Linked DNA regions of Sus scrofa: region 1 is linked to region 2. The links are chromatin contacts, called in public Hi-C maps. All regions are on one chromosome and are shown on one strand. Each heading gives the region's core, a stretch centred on a gene start, on an enhancer-like site or on the middle of the called end of the contact. The rest is flanking DNA. Distances are from core to core; before and after follow the strand shown. Region 1 overlaps HPGD (hydroxyprostaglandin dehydrogenase 15-(NAD)). Region 2 overlaps GLRA3 (glycine receptor subunit alpha-3).

The links. A called contact is a pair of places that touch in the nucleus more often than the background predicts.
Region 1: a Hi-C map of liver shows a contact between it and region 2, with 4 times the contacts expected there. The contact joins two enhancer-like sites. A contact is called at or near these places in 3 of 47 Hi-C or Micro-C datasets (liver and skeletal muscle).

What each region holds. Positions count from the first base shown.
Region 1 is chr14:15,730,917-15,737,027 of Sscrofa11.1, forward strand. It overlaps HPGD (hydroxyprostaglandin dehydrogenase 15-(NAD)), which reads left to right. Exons shown (of 7, transcript NM_001190248.1): 4 at 1-59. It also overlaps the pseudogene LOC110256674. Among named protein-coding and RNA genes, the nearest start is that of HPGD, 15 kb to the left of the region's middle. Within about 2 kb of position 3,430, at least 9 of the 83 cell types and tissues checked have an H3K27ac peak or open chromatin away from gene starts, as enhancers often do. A contact at or near this core is called in liver, where this site is marked.
Region 2 is chr14:15,249,244-15,256,086 of Sscrofa11.1, forward strand. All of the region lies in intron 2 of GLRA3 (glycine receptor subunit alpha-3), which reads left to right. Among named protein-coding and RNA genes, the nearest start is that of ADAM29, 55 kb to the right of the region's middle. Within about 2 kb of position 1,923, at least 3 of the 83 cell types and tissues checked have an H3K27ac peak or open chromatin away from gene starts, as enhancers often do. A contact at or near this core is called in liver, where this site is marked.

The DNA.
Region 1 (6,111 bases), core at 2,180-4,679, 480 kb after region 2:
CATGAGTAAGCAAAATGGAGGTGAAGGAGGCATCATTATCAACATGTCCTCTTTAGCAGGTAAGGACAGTTAACATGTCAATAATGATTTCTTATTGGTAATTTATCATGTCAATAATGATTTCTTACTGGTAATTTGGAACATAAGAGAAACTCCTCAAAAATGCAGTGATTATCAACTCAGGTTTGAAATGGAGACTTGGTTTAATTTTTTTCGACTCATTCTATGCAGTTTTCCTTTGCATAACATAACAAGTTTGAACTACAGTTTTACTTCTGGTATTTTAAATTGTGACTCTTTAAGCTTTCTTACTGCAGTACTAGTTTTTAAAGCACGTGTATGCATTTTCCCTGTGTTTCTCTTTGTCAGAGGTTATTGTGAGATTCCTAAGCAGTAAAGCATCTTTGACAAACTAAAAAGTTCTAAAATGAAGTTGAGTCATCTCTACTCTCCTGTGTAATTTTAGGAAGAGTGTGTAATTTTAAAACAGAGCATATTGAGTGTGTTGGGATATGCTGTAGGAAGCCAAACTGTATCTCTACTTTCTCAGCGTCTCTGGCCCAGCCTGAAAATTAAATAGTCATAAGATTGATTCACTGGAGCCCAGCATACAGGTATCTGCATGTCCATGAGAGTCCCCATAGCAAAATGAGACCCAGAGAAATGGCAAGGCCTCAGTGTGTGCAAACTAGGTTGAACAAAAGCAAGAGACCTTGTGGGAAAGTCACTGAAAATGCAGGGAGACTAAAGGAAGGTAAAGAGTGACTCTTACAAGGTCTGAACAGATTTTGCTTGGCCCGGATTCCCATCTCTGGTGATAAGAATGTCTCTCTCCTCCTGGTGTGGGGACAGCATCTTTTATATGGGAGTTTTGCATCCTGCTTTCAGGAAGAAACAGGGAGATCAGACTGTTCTTCTTGCACCTGCTGTTTTACAAGTGCCTTTCGCTCAAAGTGGCTCTCATGCCCAGGCTAGCAAAAGCTCTTCAATCTGGAGCTTCCAAGTTTCCTTTCTCTCCACAAGAAAGAGCAAGAGAACACTGGGGTGGGGGAGGTATAACTTCTCTCCTAAGTGTCAGCATAACAGCAAACCTCATTCAGCTCACCTTCCTATGGGCTTTGACCTCAAGCCTCACCTAATGACAGGGGGATTCTGGGAAATGCAGTCTAGCTGGGTGCCTAAGGATGGATTTCAGCGGAGAGCTGAAGATCCTTGCTGAGACATGCAATTCAAACCGTGCTGGATTCAGGGCAGCGTGGTTTATGATCATCTGGTATCATATTACTCAGTAAGTAGTAGCTCTAAACCCTTGGCAGGAACTTATGAAGCAGAAGACTTTACTTTGAAAATTCTAGGGAAAAAAAATTATTAATGGTTCTCGAGTAGCTGGAGTGAAATCATGAAGCTTTAGATGCCTGAGCAATACTGACAGCAAGTCTAAAGTCAAAACAGCGTGAGGCTTTCTTCAGTTATCTGGTTGGTTTCAGTTACTGTGAAAACAGCAGAATAGGTGTCACCTCCTCCCCCTGCCCCACACCCACCCTCCAGCTCTAGCAGCAATGGGGGGGGGGGGTCTGTTGGAAGATACCTGTGACCACATTAGTGTCTGAGGCTCAGCATTTTTTCTCATCTTTCTGTGAATCCTTAAGCCACTGTGATCCTAGCACAGATGGAAATTTGGACAGCTCCCTCTTGAGGAGTTTTCAAAAATATACTAGCATCTCATTTTTCTGGGTTGCTTCGAGACAAAATGTCATGCCTAGAGTTATTATAGACCTGTCTCTATAGATTGTTCAGGGGTGTCTGGTAATCTTTCTAACATGACATCTACTTATAAATGATAGCATTGCAAGTGTAAGAGTGCATTAAAAAGTGGTAGCATAGGCAATAATAAAAAGAGATATTTGGCCCCAGAGAGGGCCAAAGTTTAGATTCTGGGAGGCTGAAAGCCTAAAGACACAGTGTCAAGGCAAAATCTACACTATTTTGAAATGAAATCCTAAGAAAAATATAGAAATGATGAGGGAATTAAGAAATATGTAATAGTTTATTAAGCATACAAATGTGAAAAAGAGACTGTGGTGATCAAAAGATAGTTTCGTGAATTCTCTCTGAAATTGAAGAGGGCTGGTAAGACTTGAAGAACCATGAACATTGTACAAGGATCCCCTTGACCTTATATCAGTAGAAGCACTGATTTCAATCTCAGGAAGGCTAGATGGCTTCCAGACTCCCTGGGAGAGATACTATACCAAAAGAGGCTTACTTGCCCCAAAGAGCATGAAAAGAGAAATACAATGTAGTACTGCCTTTTATCCAATAAAAATACTTAAATATGTAGTAACAATTAACATTCATTGAGCTCATGATGTTTAGGAGTTCATGATGCTGTTTTAAACACCCAGTCTGCGATATCTCACTTACTATGCTCAACCACCCTGGGAAGTAGATTATGTCATCTCTAACTTGCAGATAAGGGGACCAAGCCAGGAGAGCTTAAGTATCTTGGCTGAGCTTACACAGCAAGGGAGCAGTGATGCTAGAATTCTCATGCCAGCAGCCTAAGATGAGATCCCCTATGTCTTAGGGGATTGTATCTCTCTCTTCTATGGGTTCGTTTGCCAGTCTGCTTTGTCTGTCTCTCGTTCTGTGTCTAGTCAGCCTAACTGTAAAGAGGAACTGAATTCCTGTAGCTTGATGAAGCCAGCACGATTTGCTAGTATCTTCAGGCCTGCCAGGCACCACTTTAATCTCAGGACTACTTACTAGACGTACTAAACCTTAAGCCTTTGCCTCATTTGACACACACAGAGTAAAGCCCTGGAAACCTTTGGGGAACTTACCAACATCGCAAGTCAAAACATGCCATGGACAAGAGCAATTTAGGGTTGACAGTTAGACGTCCACTGGGACTTTCTTGGCTAAGAGCTTTCTTGGTCACATGGCCCAGCCCTGGATGTGAATTTTCTTCTCCCCTATCTCAGAGACCATAACAGGAAGGCTGTGTGGCTCTTTCTCTAATGGTGCCGCTAAAACAATGAATGGATGTAAATGAATGGGTATAAATTCCTCCTGACAGAGCGTGACGCCATTGATAATAGTTCAGTCGTTTGTCTCTGTCCATTATACTCGATTTGACTTCATAACGCCCGTCTTCCCTACCTGTGACATCAACACCGTTTCCTTGTGGCCACTGGCCCATCTGAACAGACCCTGCTCTCCTCTTTCCACCCCGGGCTTTGACACTGAGGTGCCCTCATCTCAGAAAAAAAAAGTATTAAAACATCTTGTCTTGTATTTTATCCATGCACCAAGGGCTTCTATCCTTCCCATGATGAAATCAGTTTGAAAAACATTTGGGGATTTTGTAATAGTGGAAGATAAATGCGGACATCTCAAACCTTCGCACTTTGCTCTGAAATACTGTCGGCAGTTTTATACCCTTGAAGTCACAGCATGTTGGCAGAGGTCAGAGGACCAAAAATGTCTGTGCGGAGTTACCAGAGGAAGTCATTGCTTTCTTTCTTAATTAAAAAAATTCCTCAGCTTATATGAAGTATAATGGACAAGTAAAATCGTAGCTGAAGTATTCCTAGTGCTTGCTTCTTCTGTGTTTTCCAAAGGTTCCTTGCTCACAGATGTTTCCTCTTTTCTCCCTCTGTTGGAGGAATAGTGGGTAATATTCAACCCAGCCAGAGTCCATCCTCATGATCTTTTGCACGGATTGCGTGGAATCATTTACTGTCATAGTAAAACCTTAAGTTGACACACTGGTTTGGGCAGAGAAGTTAATGAGTAATGACCACTGACGCAGACCGAGTATCAGATGCAATTAATAAGGTTCACAAATAGAAAGGAGTTAAAGTGGAGAGTGATTCCTAAGTGTGTGGAGGGCAGGTATGCTCTGGTCTGGAGCCCTCTTAACCACACAGACTCTTCTGTACGAGTTTTTGTCTTTAAACATCATATGCAAATCTGCACTCATGTTGCTGAACCCATCCTTAACTACTGAAAAACAGAAAGTTGAACTACAGGGAGGAGTGAGGTCTGATTTAATGCAGATAATCAAACAGCTGTGTTCCCGTAAGACATCCCACAGGAATCAAGGATGCCTCTTTTTTTTTTTTTTTTTTTTTTTAAGGGCCGCGTGCATGGCATATGGAGGTTGCCAGGCTAGGGGTCTAATCGGAGCTACAGCTGCTGGCCTAGCCACAGCCACAGCAATGCAGCATCCGAGCTGCACCTGCAACCTACACCACAGCTCATGGCAACGCCGGATCCTTAACTCGCTGAGCGAGGCCAGGGATCAAACCTGAAACCTCAGGGTTCCTAGGTGGATTCGTTTCCACTGCACCACAACGGGAACTCCAAGGATGATTTTTATATAGTTAGTTACTTCAAATGGCTGGCAAGGAAGGGCAATTGTCATAGGAAAAGGAGTCTGCTCACCAGCCCTGCTCCCACCTGCTGGACTTGTGAGGTCTTGGTGTTGGGGGGTGGGGGGGAGTGGGGGGGGCATTCTCTGTGCCTCAGAAATAAGTGGCATTGTGTGAGTGACATCAGGGAGGTCTGAATTGAAAACATTAGCATATCAAGAAAATACTTGAAAATCCTAATAGTTTTTAATGTGTTTCAAATACCACCCAGGGACACACTCACTTGAGCTCTAAGTTGCATGTAGAACAGTGTAACTGGCCTGCTGTTTGCATCACAGTGGAAGGGCTCAAGTTACCACGTTTTAAGTAACACATTCAAATTAACCAAACAAGTTGAACGTTTCCAGAAGGGAAATGGGGCTATGAAAGTAACTGGCAGGGTTTCCACCCCAAGAGCTACATATGTCAGTGTCTGTTGTCATATGGCAGAACTGAATAGTTGGCATAGCGTAGACTAAGCAGAGACATGATGCGAAGTGCAAGGGACTCACGCTGCCTGAAGAGCAGCACAACAGACCAGAAATTTCAGGTGATGCCCTTCCTTCATCTCCAAGCCAAAAAAAAAAAAAAAAGAAGGTGAGAGAGAGAAAGAAAAGGAAAGGAAATCATGTGGTACAACCCTCTGCAGCTATTCTTGCTCTAAGACAGGGGGACTAGCAAGTGCCAGTTCTAGGCATTGTGAGAAACTGTTGGCTCTATGTTAGCACATTGAACATTTACAGATCCCTACAACAGAAGTCAGTTTAATTATCTCCAATGTATAGTTGAGCATCTCACCTCCAGCAGGCTGCATAACTTGGGAAATAGGGTGAGACTTAGCAGTGGTAATAAAAGCAATTCTATGTTGCTGTATTTTAGTGTATATCGTGTAGAATGGATGAATCTGCTTTACCTGGGTCTTAGTTGGTCAGATGTCAAAGGCTATGAGAACATGGGCCACCTCTCATTTAGTACTGACAAGAGTCCACATGGTGTCTGTTTTTTTTGCTGCTTTATGGCTTAAAATTATTAAGAAGACACACATTAGAGGGTATCAATAGGAAAGAGTAAATACCTATAAATTGGTCTTTTGAGGAAAGGAGGAAAGATGAAGGCTTTCTTAGCCATGGGGGTCAAAAGACTGTTAGGAAAATGAATAACCTTCTAGAATTCAATATGAGGGATGTCACCTACGGGCTTTGTTTCGAGGCAGATTCTGACTCAGTAATAGGGTAGGTCCAGCACTTCTGATGCTGCTCCTTGGCCCACCCTTGAAGGAGCCAGCCTCTAGTATGCTCAGGGACATTCTTGGAGTGGCCGAGAAAGCTCATCTCAGTTTCCTTTACTCACAGCATAAGCAATGACAAGAACTTTCAGAAAGGGGGATTTTGATAGAACATTGGGGGCAGCTTTCTGGGAATTAACAATCCCTGGAAAGTGTTAGTGGAGTGCATTGGAGTTAGCTTTCTGGAAAGATCTTTATTATAGAAGATGTTGTTTTGTGGAAGTTTATGCCACTTTTTATGTCATGTCACACTTGAAAAGCAAACATGAGACTGGTTAATGGAAACCTGAGACTGAGGGACAAAACAGCATCAGATAATGTGCTTTTACTGTGTGGAAAATCACATGAGGAAGTCCACCAGTTACTCTGGTCAGCTTTCTGCACACACACATAGATAAATAGATTCTCACT
Region 2 (6,843 bases), core at 673-3,172:
TATATGAAAACATTTTAAAATTTGTCTGGAAACACAAAAGACTCCAAATAGCCAAAGCAATCCTGAGAAAGAAAAACGGAGCTGGAGGAATCAGGCTTCCTGACTTCAGACTATACTACAAATTACAGTCATTGAAACAGTATGGTACTGGCACAAAGACAGACATAGATCAATGGAACAGGACAGATTGCCCAAACGTAAACCCACACACCTGTTGTCATTTCATCTATACAAATGAGGAAAGAATGTACAATGGTGAAAAGACAATCTCTTCAATAAGTGGTGCAGGAAAAACTGAATGGCTTGTGCTAGTGCTGGAAATACAGTGGTAAAGAAACCAGTTAAGGTCCCTGTTCGCATGGGGTTTACATTGTAGTTGGAAAGACAGACATGAATGAACCAATACTCAGTCATTCATCAGTCACACCAACAGGGAAAAATAAGAAGAATCTCTGAGTTTTGACAAATGCATTAACCCAAGCCTCCATCAAGACCTGGAACTTTACTACAATTCCAGAAATTTCCCTCATGCCTGAAATGCTCTTCCCTGGGATCTGGCATGACTGGCTCCTTTTTGTCACTCAGAGCTAAATTTAAATTCTCTTCCCTGTACCCCTTCTCACACTGTGCTAATTTTTAGTACAACCTTGTTAAACATTACCTTTGTGTGCAGCAGCTCGGGGATGGTACTGCTTAGGAAATCCCTGGTCAAAAATATGTAACCCATATATTCGCATCGGTATTTTGGAGAGAATATCTTCAGACGTTTCTAAGATCAAGCTAGGTTTTACTTTTCACTACTCTCCACGTTGCTTTCAGACGGTGCATTAACCATTTTGGTTATCAAGATGACATAGTGCTGTTTACTTGGAATTTGAGCCTAGTTAGAGTTTTAAAATTCATATTTATCAATATTGAAGATGAGGCCCAAGAAATAGCAAAAAAGACGAAAAAAAAAAAGATAAACATGTAAGATCTGATCCCTATGCCAGATCATGCCATGTTTATTATCAATAAGTTGTTTTTTGTTTCTCCATTCTCTCTTTCTTCTCTCTCTCTCCCTTCCTTTTTTGGAAGTACAAAGCATTTTAAAGAATGATATATTCCATCTCTCTCTGTGTTACATGTTTGTTTTTCCCCTCAGGAATTCCAACCATGTGAGTGATGACATGTAATAACTACCATCTATCCTGCTCTTCCTGTGTCTGCCATTTGTACAGGGATGATATTATTAACCTAGACTTGCCACCTGGTTGGAAACAGCTCTGCTTTACACTCATATTCTTGAAAATAAGGCCTTGTAGGTAAGCAAGCAACAAGATTTTTGAAAAATAAGTGACAAATATTTAGACAGCATGAGGTATGAGTCCCTCTCTCTTTGCATCGCCCAGTACCAGATACTACCCAGCGCCAAGACAAATAACTCAATTAGTATTGCTTGTAACTGTTATAACCTCAGAGAGTATGGAATCTAAAAAAACTCACCTAATCCTTCAAAATGTTAGATAAGTGGACAGTTGGCAAATGAGTATTGAGGACAGACTGAAATGGAAAATGAAAAACTGGTGGTAAAAAAGGGTTAGAGTAAACATAGTTTTGTTAATGGATGTTTGGAGAAATGGGAAGCTGGTTTCATATTCTTGGCTGGATAAAAATGGAGGTTGTCTTAGTGTACTTATGGGTATTATTAATAGCAGGTCTCCTTAAAGCACAAAACGAACTCTCTCTTTCTTGCAAAGGAATGCCTCTGAGTTAGTACTGAGAAGAGATACCTTGTCTCTGGTGCTGTGGGGTCTCCCAAGATAACTAGAAGCAGTGCAATTGCTTTGATTTGTCATTCCTACAGGCAAGACTCTGCTTTGCTGCTTTACACAGCTCTCTGCTTCTGAAAAAGGCACACAATTTTACTCTATCGAGCTGCTTCTAGAAAGGATGAGGTGAGGTGAGTGCAGCCCAGGGATTAGCTTCTAGCCAGACTGTTCTGGATCACTGAACATAACCTTATAAACAAACATCTGACTGCTAAGCTCAAAGTCCATTTGCACTTTCATTTCCTGAATTTCATCCATGTTATTTCTTTTCATTTATTCTTTTTTCAAGGTGAGGATGCATTCTGAATTTGGTATTTTGGTTCCGGAGAGTGGCTCTGAAAGTACTGTTAAAATAATACATGCTGGCTTTTTTGCCTTTCATTTTCAGTTTTATAATTACGGTTTGACCATTAATACAATTTGGCAGTGATAGTGACAATTGCATATGTGAAAAAGTTATCATTGGAATGCAAAAATTTTTAAAGTTCTTGGAAAGAAAGAAAAATATCTCAACCATTTTTTCAGTGCTGCCTCACTTCAGTATGCAGATATTTACTCCAGTTCAGTGAATATCTAGAATGAAAATTCATCAGAATTTATACTATAAGGTAAAAGATTTTTTAAACAAAGTTAATGCCTCTTGCTTATGTCTTTTCTTTGTAAGATGAATTTTTATTTTTCATACTAAGGCCACAAGTAAATCCAGGATTTATGAATTAATGAATTGTGTAGGCATGGAGAATTAAATTAGAATTAACACATGCATGTTCCTAATCTCTTTACCATACTCTTTTGGTATTAGATGGTTTCCATTTAGTAGGGGCAGCAAAAGCATAGAAGTAGGTTGTATTTTAGAAGTGGAATAATCAAAAGTTACTTAAATTTGGTGGATGAAATATGGTCAAAATGATGTTTCTCAAGCATACATATTTTTTCTTGGAAAAAAATCTCCCCTGGAAGGATAAACATTGTCAAAGCTTTCTCCTGTAAGGGAAAGGTAATGTAGATGAAGGCTTTCCATTGGTTTGCTAGAATCTGTTTCATGTCTAGGAATTGTAAAGATTGGAAATAGTAAAAGCTAGTTGTCTTCATTCCTTCAAGGAATGTTCCTTTATTTTACTTTATGTTTTATAAAATTCAATGACTAGAAAAGGCTAGTATTATTATTTACTTGGAAACAGAACAAATGAAATGGAGCTGAAATCCTTTAAAAGTTAAAAAAATTAAAATTTAATGTTAAAATATAATTGCATTTTCTTTCTTTTTTTTTTTTTTTTTTGCTTTTTAGGGCCACACCCTTGAAAGTTCCCAGGCTAGAGGTCAAATCGGAGCTACAGCTGCTGGCCTTCACCACAGCCATAGCAACACCAGATCTGAGCCATGTCTGTGATCTGCACCATAGCTCAAAGCAACACTGATCCTCAACCCACCGAGCAAGGCCAGGGACCCTACCTGTATCCTCATGGATACTAGTCAGGTTCATTACTGCTGAGTCACAGTGGGAACTTCCTAACTGCATTTTCTAAGAATGATAATTTTTTTCTAGATCATTTTTTAAGCAACAATGGATATTGCTACATACTTATTATCAAATATTTACATATGGGGCATACTTCTGTCTCATATAATTATCCTTATGTCACAAATGATTTTTAGTATTTCTGATCTTGCTCCTGACTATCCTTCTGATCATAGCTGCCCCAAACAAAAATTAGGATATTTTGGTTTATGATGTCCCGTTGAAAATAAATAAGACAAACGCTGAGTGATCAAAAACAAAGACCCATCTAATTGCTCTCATTTTGGGTCCACAATTTCCTTGACTCAAAAGTAAGCAAATAGCATAGTGGGTATATTTTATTTAATAAAATTACATATTAAGAGAAAAAAAAGTACTGATCGATGCGAGTAGGGGCAAGGAATGGAAATATCGTCATAATACAGCTTACATTCTTCAGAAGGTACAGACTGCCTCAGATGCAGGAAAGAAGACACCATTTCATCCCTTTTCAGCAGAGCCACATGAATTAGGGTTCCCTTTCACATACAGCATAATGTTTGGCCACGTGTCTGGGTGCTTCATAACTCAGTCAAGTAGACACCCCAAATTAACCATCACATCACTTAAGCAGGAAAAAGTGTTCTCCCTAGCGAACTGGGTGGGGTGGATTGTTAAGGGCGGAGGATGATTCATGTTTCCCAACACCCTGACAGTCACTGCACGTGCACCCTGACTCATGCCATCAAAATACTTGTCAGAGGGATAAGTTGTGGAAGGATCCAGGGACACGGAAAGCAGAAGCATCACTCCTTTCCACAAAGGTCTGCAATGCAACAAGTTCAGGTTAGGCACCAAAGGTGTCATTCTGTGTGCAGTCATGCCCTCTGTCACCATGTCCTCGATCACAGCAATTATCAACAATTGCCTGCTACTTATCAGTGTTCTTTGTTAGACGGTAGAAAATATTGAGGGCTGTTGCAGTGTCTGATTTTCATTATGACAGCCCCAGTGCCTGGTATGTAATAATAGATGTTCAATAAATTCAATCAGGAGGTCCCATCGTGGCACAATGGAAATGAATCCGACTAGGAACCATGAGGTTGTGGGTTTGATCCCAGGCCTCACTCAGTGGTTAAGGGTCTGGTGTTGCCGTGAGCTGTGGTATATGTCGCAGATGTGGCTCGGATTTGGCATTGCTGTGACTGTGGCATAGGCCAGCGGCTACAGCTCCAATTGGACTCTTAGTCTGGGAACCTCCATATGCCCCAGTGCAGCCCTCAAAAGACAAAAGACAAAAATAAAAAAATAAATAAATTCAATCAAAGGAAGGAAAACAGTTAGGTTCATTAAAATCAATTAAAACAATGGTGAAAGATCTAAATACACAGGAATTAACCATATGAAAATGTTTAGAGGTGTTCCTGCTGAGGTGCAATGGGATTGGCAGCATCTTGTGAGCACTGGGACACAGGTTCAATCCCACGCCTGGCATGGTGAGTTAAGGATCCAGTGTTGCCATAGCTGTGGCTTAGGTTGCAACTGCAGCTCTGATCTGATCCCTGGCCTGGGACTCCATATGCTGCAGGGCAGTCAAAAAAGAAAAAAAAGTTTAGAAAAATATAGTACCTTTGGCCACAGTATCACCAGGTTAGGGTGATATTATAATAGATGGAATTATTATTTATATCAAGTTATATTTGGAATTCCCATTGTGGCTCAGCTGGTTAAGAACACAACTAGTATCCATGAGGTTGTGGGTTCAATCCCTGGCCTCTCTCAAGGGTTAAGGATCCGGTGTTGCCAAAAGCTTTAGCTTAGGTCACAGATGTGGCTCAGATCTAGTATTGCTATAGCTGTAGGCCAGCAGCTGCAGCTCTAATTCTATACCTAGCCAGGAGCTTCCATATGTCACAGGTGTAGCCCTAAAAAGGAAAAAAAAATAGTTATATCAAGTTTATTATTTATACAAAATTCATATAAACACAGGAGGAGAGTACAAAAACTGAAAAAGCTCTTTATATGCTGAATTTTATGGGTGCTTTTAGACTGGTTTGAGCTGCCATCACAACTTGTGGACCTAATTGAGATTTGTGAACTCTTGTTGGCCTTTTGGTTTCCTAGCTTTCTCTTGATTATGGCATCATTTTTAGACTAAAATGTACCTCCTGCTAAAGGGTTATTTTTTGATGTTGAGAACTAGAGGGGTCAGGCTTGGTTCAGAAGAATTGGTAATTGCCAAACTCAATGCTGCTGACTCAGAAGGAATGATCATTTTGTTTTTATACACAGTGTCTGACCTCGAATTTGTCATTTTCACAAGAGTTCACTAGGAACGTTCCAGTCTTTGCAGGTTTGATTTGCTGGTCTGTGTAAACCTACGGATTTAATCAACAGCCCTCCTAGAGGACAGCAGAATGTGATGGGAGGATGAGCTTCATGACTATGGCCTGAAGAAATATTTAGCTGCTATGGAAAGTTCAAAAATGCAAATACAGAGGCCCCAACACATATCCTAGTTTGCAAACATTTAAGGAGCTTTGAGGGACTTTAACCTGATCCCCCACTGGAGTTCACACTTGGATAGATGAAGTCATTACTGTAGGACAGGAAAACTACCTGGTGAGGAAACTATCCAAAGGGTCATTAAGGGAAGGAGCCACAGAGACTAAGCTAGACTGACGGATCAGCGTGGTCTGGTTCTTCGAGAGAAGTAAGGGCAGGCTATGCATTGCTATCCCCATAGCCAGAGGCTGCCCCTCTTTCCCAAATGTTGATGTTAATGAGAAGGTGAGGTCTGTGCAATGGGTCAGGACTTCCAAAAGCTCTGCTATGAGAAACTCCCTTGAAAGAGGAAGTTGTTCACCACCAGCCCAAGAAGAATCAGTGAAATTGTGTGAAGTTGAGGGGAAGGCCTGGAGGAGTTGGCTTGCAGCGCTGAGTGACTAAAATTAGTTCGATTCTTCAACTTGCTTGCAAAAGAATGTTAATGCAATTGGGAAGAAATGGAAATGGTTTACTTACTTTTTGCTATTCAATTTTAGTGAGGACAACTCTCAATGTCAAACATAGATATGACGGTTAGCGTGAGAGGCCTGAAACCCTCCCAAGATCAGCTATAAGAGGTAAATTAACACTGTGCTTGTGGAAATACGTGTTGTGTTTCTGAAACTAATGTACACATTTGACTCTAGCAAGGAAATGGGAGCCTTCTTGGGTTGTATCTACAAGAAGAACTTTAAAAAATGTAATAGAACTTTAAAAAAAAGTAATAGAATTTTCTTCATCAGCATCAGCAGGGGACAGTCTTGGAGCAGGAAGGTTGTCAGAGAGGAAGAGCTCTCTGGGGTCAGCTCTGCCAACTTGCTCCACATTAATAGCCTTCTTCCTTCATCCTGTTATGACTCAACCCATTCCTTAATAGCTCCAGACTTTTATTCTCAGGAGTTCTCATGAGAGCAGCATTCAGTAATTTGATGGAAAGGAGGGGCCGTGTATGTGGAAGCCTTTCTTTTTGTACAGGATTTATTTTTC